Linked DNA regions of Ovis aries: region 2 is linked to region 1. A link is a contact called in public Hi-C data. All regions are on one chromosome and are shown on one strand. The core of a region is the stretch at or near the end of the contact, and the rest is flanking DNA. Distances in the headings are between cores, read along the strand shown.

What was found. A called contact is a pair of places that touch in the nucleus more often than the background predicts.
Region 2: a contact with region 1 is called in a Hi-C map of hypothalamus, with 2.3 times the contacts expected there. The contact joins the promoter of LRP6 here to the enhancer-like site in region 1. A contact is called at or near these places in 3 of 16 Hi-C or Micro-C datasets (hypothalamus, skin fibroblasts and tail adipose tissue).

The regions. Positions count from the first base shown.
Region 1 is chr3:203,152,386-203,155,275 of ARS-UI_Ramb_v3.0, forward strand. No RefSeq gene overlaps it. Among named protein-coding and RNA genes, the nearest start is that of MANSC1, 33 kb to the left of the region's middle. Within about 2 kb of position 1,371, at least 20 of the 54 cell types and tissues checked have an H3K27ac peak or open chromatin away from gene starts, as enhancers often do. A contact at or near this core is called in hypothalamus and tail adipose tissue, where this site is marked.
Region 2 is chr3:203,191,799-203,194,688 of ARS-UI_Ramb_v3.0, forward strand. It overlaps LRP6 (LDL receptor related protein 6), which reads left to right and starts at 1,448. Exons shown (of 23, transcript XM_042247517.2): 1 at 1,448-1,598; 2 at 1,917-2,082. The coding sequence starts at 1,520.

The DNA of each region.
Region 1 (2,890 bases), core at 121-2,620:
CAAAAGATGTCATTATTTAATATTCAATGAAACTATGAAAGTGAAAAGTGAAAGTGGTTCAGTCGTGTTTGACTATATAGTCCATGGAATTCTCCAGGCCAGAATACTGGGGTGGGTAGCCTTTCCCTTCTGCAGGGGATCTTCCTGACCCAGGAATCGAACTAGGGTCTTCTGCATAGCAGGCAGATTCTTTGCCAGCTGAGCTATCAGGGAAGCACTAATGAAGCTGTACATGGTGCAAAGTTTATCAGCCTCAGCCCATGTCCATAACAAAGCACTCACAGTGTCCCTTGCTGGGCCCACCAGGTGCGGCGGCATACAGACCAAACACTGCTGCCACACAGCCTCCTTTTTGGATGCCCCCAGGTGAAGAGGAGCAGGGGCTGCTGCATTTTGGGGAGCTGGCATGGAACTACAATTATCCAGTCCCTCCTGCCCCTGCCTTCCAGGCAGCCCTTCTCGAAACTCAAGTCAGTTTTCTGAGCATCTTGGCTTTCTTCTCATCTCCTTCAGTCAACATCATCAGCAATCTTTGGCCTTGAAGCAGGGCAGGGGAGAGGGGAAGCCAAAAGCTGCTCTTTTTTTAAAAAAAAGGAAAGCCTTTGCATTAGGAGGACTTTGTCCTGCAAGGGCAGGTTACACTCCCCCGCCCCCATCACCCCACCCAGCCGCAATAACACAATATACACTTGGCTGGATTTATGGCCTCCCTCGCTCCCCCCTTGCCTGGGAGAGAAAGGGCACAGCTTTGAGAAAAACAAGTATCAAGGGTTGATGTGTGTGCTGAACTTTAAAATGCTAAATGACGGTGAAAAATATTTTGGAAAAGAAACGATCTTCCAAATTGTGCTACATAGTAAAGTTAATAGAGGCCATATGGCGTCTACTAAGACTTAGAAAAACAAACCAAAAACAATACTTTAGCACCCGCCAGGCTGAAATGTGATCTACTTCTTAATATTCACTCAACCCAGAGTAAAATGCTTTAAAATGGTAATGATCCCAAAGTGCAGGCTGAGCTCGGTGGATAAACAACAGACCTCAAACAACAGTGGGGGTGGGGAGGGAAGGGGTGTTCTGTTCTGATCCCAGCTCCAGCAAATCAGCCAAAGGGCTTAATCTTCTGGTTCCTTCTCAATTTTCTCAGCTCTAAAATGGGGCTAGCAGGACTTCACAAAGGGTTTTTATAAGTCGTACTAGGACGACTGTAAAGCGCTTTACAAATGTTGAAGAACTGATGCTTTTTTCATAACTGGGTTTTGTAACATCCTTCATTACCCATTCGGTGGTGTGGAAATAAGCTGAGGAGCCAAATGAGCACAGAGGCTATTTATGTGGAGCTTGCTGTGGGGAGGGAGGCAGCCACCGCCGCTTGCATTAGGCAGAGCCTCAGGGCAGAGAGGGGAGGGGGGATGTTTCATAATGAGAAAAAGGGAAGGCTTTGGAGGTGCCCTGGCTGGAGGTCCTTGGCATGGGGAGGGTGGACTTGGGCTACCAAAAAGTGAGGCATCCTGTGTGATTGGTTTGGGGGGCATCTTCGGCTTTCTCAGGTTGGTTCTGGGGCTGCTGAGTTGGAAGCTGACTGGTTTGGTTTTCCCAGCTAGTTGTGGTAAAAGTTGTGAGTCAGAGTTCTATTGTCTTAGACAGTTTGGCCATTGTCTATTTGTATGTTCGGTCTCAGTGAAGAATAGAAGGTGAGAGAGTCTGATCACCCCAGATCAAAACTAGACACCTGTCTAGTAGCCTAGGGAATAACTTGTACTTTTTATACCTTTTCTTCACTTTTAGAAGCAGCAGATTTAGAAGACAGACTGATGGACCAGCAATTTCACTCTGCGAAATCAATGGGCACCATGGCTGGATGAACAATGAGAGGGGTAGGGAGGGCAGATGGGTGGGTGGTGACTCTAGTCCTCCCCCCAAAACACCCCAGGGACCTGAGCAGAGTCAGGTAACCTCTCAGGGCTTCAGTTTTCTTGTGAATAGGGAGAGAATTCCTATCTGTCTAGCCTATCTCATTGTTGGGTTTTGAGAATAAGTGGCTTCATGTTTGTAAAAGAACCCCATAAAGCAGGTATTTAAAACTCTGTAAAGGAGGTATTTTATAAGGCATTTTAGAAGTTTGAGAAGGAAGACTGTAGCTTAAGCCTTTGAAGTTTCACGGCATGGGCTGGAGTCTTGAAAATTTTCTGTGTGTCCTGTGGGAAGACAGACTAACTCTCTCAGACTCCCCACCTGTCCCACCTTTGCCTCCGTTAGGGCTGCCTCGTCCCCACACCTCTGTGCCTCTGTTTTCTTTTTCCTTTTTGCCACGCCATTTGACTTCCAGGATCTTGGTTTCCTGACCAGGGACTGAACTGGTGCTCTCTTCTTTGGCAGCTCGGAGTCCTAACCACTCGGACCACCAGGGAATTCCCTGCACCTCCATTTTCCATCTTTGTGAGTAGGGTCACTAGAAACTTAAAAATTTCTTTAGTTCCTTGCAGGCAGTTTGCATGTTCGACTTGTACCCCCACTGATTCATCCATCTGTTCAAAAAGAATGGGTGTCTTGTTGTAAGGTTTTGGGTTTTTTTTTTTTAATCTTTCTTTCAGCTCTGCTGGGTCTTTGGACTTCCCTGGTGGCTCAGACGGTAAAGCGTCTGTCTACAATGCGGGAGACCCGGGTTCGAGCCCTGGGTTGGGAAGATCCCCTGGAGAAGGAAATGGCAATCCACTCCAGTACGATTGCCTGGAAAATCCCATGGACAGAGGAGGTATGGGGGCTGCAGTCTGTGGGGTCGCACGGGGTCGCACAGAGTCGGACACGACTGAGTGACTTCACTTCACTTCACTTCACTGCTGGGTCTTCACTGCTACGTGAGGGATTTCTCTAGTTGCGGTGCTTGGGC
Region 2 (2,890 bases), core at 198-2,697, 39 kb after region 1:
TGATGCTGGGAGGGATTGGGGGCAGGAGGAGAAGGGGATGACCCAGGATGAGATGGCTGGATGGCATCACAGACTCGATGGACGTGAGTCTGAATGAGCTCCCAGAGATGGTGATGGACAGGGAGGCCTGGCGGGCTGCCATTCATGGGGTCGCAAAGAGTCCTACACGACTGAGCGACTGAACTGAACTGAGCCTGCCTGGATAGAGAAGGCAATGGCATCCCACTCCAGTACTCTTGCCTGGAAAATCCCATGGACGGAGGAGCCTGGCGGCCTACAGTCTCCGGGGTCCCATGAGAGTCGGACACGACTGATTCGCTAAACAATCTGCTTACAGACACGCATCACCTTGGCTCGGTGTCCATTTCCTGGAAATAGCAGAGCATCTGTGGTCGGAAGACCTGGGTTAGGTTAGGACTTGCTATAGTCTACGTGAGTGACCTTGGGAAAGTCATTGAATCCCCTAGTTTCCCATTTTCCTCTTCTGCAATGAGGATGCCAAGTGACACAACCTGTCTTACCCCAGGGTAGTTATGAGTGTCAAATCTGACTGTGAGCAGCACTTGGTGAACCTCAGTGTTACTACGATATTGAGTACCACTGCTGGAGTAGCTCCAGCTCCGCGCCACCTGCCCACAGTAAGGTTGAGTGACAGGTGGATGGATTGCTGCTGATGGCTCCTTTAGGTTAACTCTCAGTGGTGCCATCCCAGCTTCACCCGCACCCCCCACCCCCAAGCTGCCACGTGATTCCAAGGGCTTCTGGGCCGTTACTCCTGAACGCCCAGTGAAAGGCGGCTGCTGCGGCGAGCAGCCGGCCAGAGGCTGTGCAAAATCGAGTCTGAGATTCCGAGGAATCTTTTCCTCCTCAATCTGAGAGCGGATCGTCACAACATGCCAGACATTCATCACTAAACGCAGTTTGCAAAATCCTAGCACCGTTCTGCCCACCGTCCCTTTGCTTTGTTAGGTGCTGACGCATTTATCTTGGAATTTTATCTGCCGGGTTAGAAATCCTTTAGTCCTTGGGGGGGGGGGGGGGGGGGGCAGTCTGTAGTTCTGGGAAACCAGGAGAAAATTAAAAAAAAAATTCAGTTTTCTGTTGGCGTTTGAATACCCTTCACCAGATCCATGTTGAAAGCCGATGGAAGCAATATTAGTTTTCATTTTCCTTAAAAAAAAAAAAAAAAGATGCTTAAACAGATTTCCAACCCTGGGACTAAAGTCATGCCTCGTATCGGGATCTAGGTGAATCTCCGAGCGTGGACCTGCGGCTCTGCAGGCCCAGCCAGCCGTCTCCTGCCGCCCACCTTGGCCCCGGCCCAGGTGGCGGCCGGCGTGGACCTGGAGCCTCACCTGGCTCGGTCGGCGGCGGCCGCACAAAGAGCGGCGCAGGCGGCTGCCGGGCCGAGCCGCAGAAAGTAGTCCCGACCACGCCGGCTCCCGATGTTGTTCGACGTCGCTTCACGCCCTCCGCGGGGAGGGCCGAAGGGTCCGGCCCGGGAAAGAATCCCTTCGGAATGCGCCACTGGGCGGCCTGTCCCCTCTGGCCCGCTTCTACTGGTCCCGCAGATCTCCCGGGGTCTCCTCGCCGAGGCTGTGCGCACGGTTTCCTCTCCTTTTCTAACCTGCCCGGGAGGCGGCACCGAGGGAGGGGAGGGCTCGCCCGCGCGCAGGGAGACCTCGGCGGCGATCCGTGACGGTGGGAGGCGTATCCCTGCGCCGCTGCGTGAGAGGAAGAGGCTGAATGAGGAGCTGCGCGGGGGAAGCGGGGCGCCGGGGGAGGAGGCGGCGGGATGGAAGCAGACGCTGGCGTCGCGCGAGCTCCGGGCGGAGCGGCGCGGTAGAGAGGGCGGCGGCGGCGGCAGCGCGCGCGGAGCCTTGACGGGCCCCCTTTTCTTTCTTCTCTCTGGAAAGCTGGGAAGCATGAGCGTGCAGACCTGCCGCTGCGGCGGCCGCCCCGGCTCCTCGCCTCCCCCTCTTCGGGCCGCCCCTCGCCGGTGAGAGAAGCGAACGCGAGCAGGGAAGATGGGGGCCGTCCTGAGGAGCCTCCTGGCCTGCAGTTTCTGCGTGCTCCTGAGAGGTGGGAGAGAAAGCGGGGGGACGGGAAAGTTGGTGGGGTTTGCGGGAGGGAAGGAGGGGGTCTCGTTCTGTTGTGTCTACGGAGGGGAGGGGAGGGTGGGGGAGGCGAAGCTGGGGAAGGAGTTGGGAGAGGCCTGGTCGTGGGGAAGGAGGGAGCAAGGGGCCCGGGAGAAGGGGCTGCGCGCTCCGCCCGGCCACGCTGCAGCCCCCGCCTCGCTTGCCCCACCGCGTCCGGACAGAGCGTTCGTCCGGGCTGCCTGGCGGGGTGACCTCCCCCCGGAGCCCCATCCTGTCCGAGTGACTGGAGATCGGTGGGTCTCCTGCCTGCAGTCACCGGGGACGAGGGGCTTTGTATGGATCTTGGCTCTCGGAACGTTGGAGCCCAAGATGCTTCAGCGCTTGGATTTCTCCCTCCAAGCCCCCACCTTTTCCCTGTGGGTCCCGTGAACTTTTAGAGCCCTCTTACTATTTTTTCCAGGCCTTGTAGCAACTAATAACTGGTTTCCGTGGAGGATGTAATGATCGTGGGTGAGAGCATAGTTGGAAAGGGACTCCGAGGTTATAGGTCGAGTGTTTTCAGCCTTGGGGAATCGCCTGGGCTCCAGCCCGTAATAAAATAGAAACGTTGCCCTTGCAACCTCTGGCATTCAGGACTTGCCCCTATTTTCGGAGCATGCAAGTGTACAGTTGGCACCAAGTAGGAAAGTCATCCTTGGTGGAGAGGAGCCTGTCCTGGGACCTAAGTTATCATCTGCTGCGCTCCCCTGGAGACTGCGTGGCACGTTGGTAAATAACATAGGCTATTCTAG